Linked DNA regions of Mus musculus: region 2 is linked to region 1. Evidence: chromatin contacts called from public promoter capture Hi-C data. All regions are on one chromosome and are shown on one strand. Each heading gives the region's core, a stretch centred on a gene start, on an enhancer-like site or on the middle of the called end of the contact. The rest is flanking DNA. Distances are from core to core; before and after follow the strand shown.

What was found. Promoter capture Hi-C pulls out the DNA fragments that hold promoters and counts their contacts.
Region 2: a contact with region 1 is called in a promoter capture Hi-C map of embryonic stem cells, with 4 times the contacts expected there. The contact joins the promoter of Fbxl16 here to the promoter of Tpsg1 in region 1. A contact is called at or near these places in 8 of 39 promoter capture datasets (the 3T3-L1 cell line, embryonic stem cells, hippocampal neurons and 2 more), 1 of 484 Hi-C or Micro-C datasets (the G1E-ER4 cell line) and 4 of 115 datasets of contacts at active chromatin or transcription factors (embryonic stem cells, forebrain, neural tube and 1 more).

What each region holds. Positions count from the first base shown.
Region 1 is chr17:25,369,229-25,372,692 of GRCm38.p6, forward strand. It overlaps Tpsg1 (tryptase gamma 1), which reads left to right and starts at 1,325. Exons shown (of 5, transcript NM_012034.3): 1 at 1,325-1,472; 2 at 3,249-3,420. The coding sequence starts at 1,424.
Region 2 is chr17:25,807,618-25,810,833 of GRCm38.p6, forward strand. Fbxl16 (F-box and leucine-rich repeat protein 16) reads left to right here and starts at 1,482. Exons shown (of 6, transcript NM_001164225.2): 1 at 1,482-1,769.

The DNA of each region.
Region 1 (3,464 bases), core at 75-2,574:
GGATGCAGAGTGGGGGATGGACTAGGATCTCCAGTGAGAAGCTCAGTTCAGCCCAGCCCAGCCATCAGGTGACAGATAAAAACGGTCATTGGATTCATCTCTGCCATGGGCTACAGGGACCAGGCTTAGCTGAGAGTTTTCAGTGGGCAACATCCAAACCCACTGTCTCAGCCAGAGGCCAGTACCCAGGTAAGCATGCTATTTTAGCAGATATAGCCCTAAGCTCTGCCTCTCCTTGGGGGTCTGAGTTACAGAACACTCTGGCAGCTCTCTCTCTCTCTCTCTCTCTCTCTCTCTCTCTCTCTCTGGTGTGTGTGTGTGTGTGTGTGTGTGTGTGTGTGAGAGAGAGAGAGAGAGAGAGAGAGAGAGAGAGAGAGAGAGAGATTAGGTCTCCAAATACCAAAAGCAAGAGAAAGCGGGGCAGATAAAGATCCTGAAGTTCTCTCCTATGTGGACCCTGAGAGAGTTCAGAAGGTCAGGACTTGGGGCAGGGGCTCTGATCCCATGGAAACCCCAGTGTCATCAGGCTCTTGGGTTGGTTGGGATGACACGTAAGAGCACATGGACCCCTTCCCTCCACTGTCTGCCATTTGTTGGGAGTAGACTGGCAGGCAGGTCCCATGTTCCTAACAGTCCCCTCTCAGGTGTACAGCTACCTAAGGGAGGCCAGTCACACAGGGTGAGCTGATAGTGTATTTGTCTGTCACTAAGGCAAACATTTTGCATGCACCCTTGTGCTGTGGGGCAAGTAGGCAGGAAGCAGGCAAACTTAACCCTGTGTTGTCACATCCTGAGGAAGCAGTGAACAACTTTCTACTGACGGTTTTCCCGAGTCTAAGAGGGGACTCCTGACCTTGAAAGTGTCAGTGGGACCCTCCGACCCTGGGTCTGAGATTTGGAGCTTGGAAAAGTTCCTGGCTCTGGCCACACCCACGGCCAGCAGGTCCTTATGCTCCAGACAGGACAGAAGCCCTATGCAGGCAGCGAGATCTGACTCTACTTACCTGGGGTGGAGTTAGGAGACCCAGGGACACAGAGGAGAGTATGTACTTAAAGAGGGAGCATTGGAGGCTGAGAATCTGGAGACTGGGAGATGCATACTCTGTAGAAACCAAGGCTGTGGTGCCCTCTATACACTGGGAGAAGAGAAGCTTGGGTTGTGGTGTGGACAGTTGGGTGTCATTCTGTCCCTGCTATGTTCTGTGCCATTGAATGTGTCCCTTTCTGCCAAGGTTGGGTGTAGCCTTCAAATGAAGTTGACAGCCCCTCCCTGTGGTGTGCAATAGGATCAGGTGAGGAGCCTGTATCCTCCTCCCTCCCACCCTGTGGCAGGTGTGAAGCCAACCCTATCCAACCCCATACTGATAGGCCTGGGGCTGGGCAGGGGCATGGGGTGGTCCTGACTCTGCTGTGGGAAGACACCATGGCTCTGGGGCCCTACTGTGGCATCCTACTGTTTCTGGCTGTTTCTGGTGAGTGAACTGGCTTGGGGTTGGTGTGGCACTGGGGTGGGAGGGGCCTGCTTCCTCTCAGGAACTTCACCTGCATTTATTCTATTTTCCACTCTGGGCTGGAGCTCAGAGAAATCTGGGAGCCATGTAAGAGGGGTCCGGGTACCTTGAAGTCTGGCCTTAGACAAGCAAAGCCAAGTTCTTCATGGTGGCCTCTGCTTTGTCTGGGCTCCTCAGCTGGGCAGCTTGGCTGTCATTACTGGAGACAGAGGCTTGTGTGTATGTGTGGGGACACCTACAGGACTAGATCCTGGAAGGACACACCTCAAGGAGGACCTAGAGGTTGTGAGGGGCTGAGGCTCACTGCCTCCCAGCTGTTGTTTATGGCCCATGGCTGGTCCCACCCTACCCTGGAACTAGGATGCAGTTGACCAGGCCACAATCAATTAGCTGGGCCCCACCCAGCTGGGCCCCACCTACCTGGCTAGATCTAGCTTTAGCTGCCCAGGATGGGAACATCTACCTCAGGGCCACCTTGGGATCTTCCAGGGTTGGGGGCAGTGCTTAGGCCCACAGGACCAGAGTCACTCCCACGGGCAGTTCCCCTAATCCCTCCGTCTCTATCCTTCAGGCATCGCCCATGAAGCTCTACAGTCAGGTGCACCTCCAACAGATATTTCGGGATTAGAGACCAGTCCTGGCAGGCAGACCCTAGAGGGGCAGTGCCTGTGGTGGGAGAGAGTGACCTGGCCCAGGGAGGCTATGATTTGCCACAGGCTTCTCCTGGGAAGCTGCACCTCTGCCCCATTTGTATCTTCGAGAGCCACTTTCCATCTCCTGCGACACAGCCTGCTGGCTCTCACAGTTGATCTCTTTCTTTTGCTGATGTTGCTCTTGGGAAAGAGACTCAAAGCATCTTCCTCAGGACGTACCTGGTGTTCTGGGTGGGAAGGATGTGGTCTCTTCCATTTCTTTTTATCAATGTGGACCCAATTTCGGGTTTCATTTTGTAGTACAGATTAAGAGGAAAGCCTTCCCCTGTGGGTGATATCTCTAGATTTTCATGAGAAAAAAAATTGAGGTGAAATTTACATAACATTTACTCACGATACAGTGTAGCATTTGTTGACATTTAACACATCCCCAGTGTTTTGTGATATCACATCTATCTAGTTCCAAACATCCTTCTAAAAAGGAAACCCCATTCTCACTTAGGGGGGCACCCCCTACCCCCAGCCTCCTGGGCCTCCATAGCTCCCATCACCTCAGCCCTTCCTCACCCCTTTAATTCCAGGCAGTAAGCCGTTTGCCCAGCTCCACTGAGCATCTTTCTAAGGAGCCTGCTACGTCCTTTGGGGTAGTGTTCGGAAGCCAAGATCCATGAACTTACTGCTTCTAGGGTAGCGGTTCCCAACCTGTGGGGCGCAACCCCTTGGGGGAGATCAAACCCTTTTACAGGGGTCCCCTAACATTATTTGCATATCAAATATTTATATTATGATTCATAATAGCAAAGTTACAGTTATGAAGTAGCAACATAAATAATTTTATGGTTGGGGGTTACAACAACACAGGGAACTGTATGAATGGGTCCCAGTGTTAGGAAGATTGAAAACCCTAGCATGCAACCACAATGCTTCTGGAAAGAGACCAGCGGATGGGGAGCAGAGACATTTGTAGATGCCCCAAGATGCTAGGGCTCCCAAGATGGGAGTCATGGAGGGCTCCCAGAGAAAGGGCATTGAGCAGAATGCCGGTCTCCAGATTCCCTCGCCAACAGTGTCTCCTCTGGATCAGGGTGTGGCCATCCCCAGGTTTCAAACTCGGGAAGTCGAATCGTGGGAGGGCATGCTGCCCCAGCAGGCACATGGCCGTGGCAGGCTAGCCTCCGTCTGCACAAGGTGCACGTGTGTGGAGGCTCCCTGCTCAGTCCAGAATGGGTGCTCACAGCAGCCCACTGCTTCTCTGGGTGAGTCACTTCATAAAGCCTGGCTGCCTGGCCTTATGGGGCAA
Region 2 (3,216 bases), core at 232-2,731, 440 kb after region 1:
TCACCTGGTGGCTCACAACCATCTGTAGTGGGATCTGACGCCCTCTTGTGGTGTGTCTGAAGATAGCCATGGTATACTCACATACATAAAATATATAATTTTTTTAAAGACTGGTAGAAGAGGATTCTAATATCAGTCTCTCTCTCCTCTCTCTCTCTCTCTCTCTCTCTCTCTCTCTCTCTCTCTCTCTCTCTCTCTCTCTTTCTCTCTCTCTCTCTCTCACACACACACACACACACATATACTCACTCACACACACTGCCTAAGAAATACCTGAGACTGCCCTCTAACTTCTATTTGCACCTTCACATATATGATCATACACCACACACACACACACACACACACACACACACACACACACACACACACACACACCAGCTAGGATACAGCTTACTTCCCTTTCTTATTGCCCCTAGGCCTCACATCATTCCCAGGAGACAGACCTCCCATCTCCACAGCAGTTGGTCTCATCTGAGGACATTCCACCCTGAAGCTCCTTCTCTTCCAAGACGCTACTCTGCTGTCCCAACATCTGCTGTTTCTGGTCTCAAGAGAGACCCAGATTGGGGTCCCTTTAGCCTGCTGAGAGGTCTGGCTCTCCAGCAGCCCTTAATGGGTCCTTTTACACAAACCACCCTCCCTGGTCCATACAGGCTGCCACCACCTGACCTCTACTTCATCTCAGAGCGAACCTGTGGAACTCCATAAGGCAGGTCGATTCTCGAACCATTCCTACCAAGTGCTATGGGGACAGAGAGGGCGTCTCAGATCATTTGTGACATTGTCAGAAGTAACCCCTCCCCACTATCACTCCACTGTCTTGTGTTTTCATTGACGCTTGCTTTAGTCACTTGCTTGCAAGTGTGTGACTATGTCACCCAGAACAGGGATTCTTCTGCCTGACTCGCAACAGGATCGGAAGGGATATGAATCCTAGGGGCCATAAGGAGGGTGTGTGTGTGTGTGTGTGGAGGTGCGACGATGTCGATGTCTCCACTCGGCTTCTCTTTCCTCGCCCTCACAGGTGGCAATCCAAGCAAGGGCACATAGGGCCAGTTGCATCTGCGCAGGATCCGGAACCCCACTGCCAACCGCTCGCGCCAAGGACCGCAATTCTCCTCAGCTGGCAAGATTCTGGGTCGCCACCACTTTGTGCAGATGGGACACTCGAAGCTGCTCTTCGGCCGCGCGGCCTACGGGGTTTGTTATTGTGCGAACACCGGCCGCTGAGCGGGTGCTGCCGCCTGGCGCGTGCCCGTCGGTACCGCACCGGGAGCGCGCGGAGAGGAGCGGGGCGGGGTTGGGGATTCTCGACACCTCAGCCTGGCTCTAGAACCCGGATTGGTCCGGACGCCGGGAGCGCGCGAGGGCGCGGCTCTTAGGGCCGGGCGGGGGGCACGCGCGGCGCCGGCGGCGGCCGCGGAGGAGCGCGGGGAGGAGCGCGGAGGAGGAGCGCAGGGAGGAGGGGAAGGGGAGGGAGGAGGCGCCCGCCGGGTTCCCTGCAAAGCGGCCTTATTTATCTGGGCACAGCCTCAGCCTCCCCGGTGGGAGGCTCAGGGCGGCAGATCCTCTCCCACCGGGGAGCTCCGCTCGGAACTCTGCGGAGAGGGCCCTGGCGCGGGGCGCCGGGCGCGGGGCGCAGTCGGGCCCTGCTAGCCAGTCCAGCACCTCGGCCGCCTCCGCGCTAGGCGGCTCGGGTGCTGAGCTCCCCATGACGCGAGGTCGCCCGGCGGACAGCGTGGCATGAGCCAGAAGCCCTGGCCGAGGTAAGGTGTGTGTGCGCGCGCGGCCAGGCTGCGGGGAGGGGAGGGTCCAGGTCGAGCCACTGCCTCCGCGAAGGCTACAATGAGGAGGGGGCGGGGTGGGGACTTGGGACTGCGCCGCGGCCGCCGCCGCCTGAGCAGGGCTTACGTAATCGCAGCCCCTTCCCCACCTCACCCTTCGGCCGCTGAGCCAGCGGTTCCGCAGCCCCTAACCCTAGTGGCCGGCCTGATTGCGCCCCGCTCGCTACCGGCAGCGCGGTCAGGCTGTATCTCCGTACCACGGAATTGCTGAGAGGAAGCACGGTGGCTGCGAGGACGCGGAACTGCAGGCCGTCAGCCCCCACTCCTTCTGGCTTGGCTCTGGGCTCTCCCCACTCCAGCCCTATGAGCCTCCGGCGGACTGGAGGACGTGACAGGTGTTGATACAATTAAAAGGGAGGAGCCATGTGGATATGTGGCCTAGGGGTCCTGGACGCCTTCTGGACATGAGCTGGTATAGAGCTGCCGCCCACAGCTCTATACCAGGGAGTGGGCTGGCATGTCTTTGGTTCTAGAAAAAGAAAATGGGCCTTGGCCAAGATTGGAAGGCTTCAAAATGGGGAATGGGCATCCTGAGATTGCTGAGCAGGGCTTCCATGTCCTTCTAGGATGTTAGTCAGTGGGGGATCCTCCCCACCCGTCATCCCAGGAGAGAAGGCTGCACTGTTGAGGCCTGGATCTGGCCTAGCAGCCCTCCTGCTAGCCCCTCCCAGCCCGAGCCAGCAGCTGACCTCCCAGGAGCAGATGGCAGATGCCACTTCACCTGCTCCCTCCTGGAGGCCCGACTTCCACTGCCATCTTGTCCCAGGGCCCACTGACCAGGGTCTTCTCAGGCCTCCCTGCTGCCCCTTCGGGACACGGGACCCTCTGTTCCAGCCCAACACTTTGATGAAGTGCTGGACAGCAGCCTCATCGCAGCAGGGGGGAGGGGCGGGGGGGGGGCCGGTGTTGGGACAGGAGCCTGGATGATTAGGGGCTGCCTAGATCAGGTCAGAGGCATGGTGGAGCCTCGATTTCCTGCCTAGACGTGGCCTGAGGGCCGGGCTGGGAGCCATTGGGAGAAGAGAGGGAAAGTCAAGGTTGAAAACGTGGGTGATGTTGAGATAGCCCAAGATTCAGCAGCCTCATTTCCTGCCACCCTCACTATTTGCCTCCCCAGTCACCCATACTGTAAGTCCAGGACACGTATGCACTCACCTGTTCTCCCAAATACACCTGAACAGGTCCCGTCTCGCACTGATGAAGTTAAAACAAGTGCATCTAGGTAGCCCTGAGAGATTGGGCTCTCTATTTCAGAGGCACTAGAAGGGGCTTCTGGTGGGCATCACTCAACCTTCCTGACCATAAGCCTTCACCTCTGAGAGTCACTGATGAACCTTCCGGGACTGGCACTGGGGGGGGGGGGAAGGCA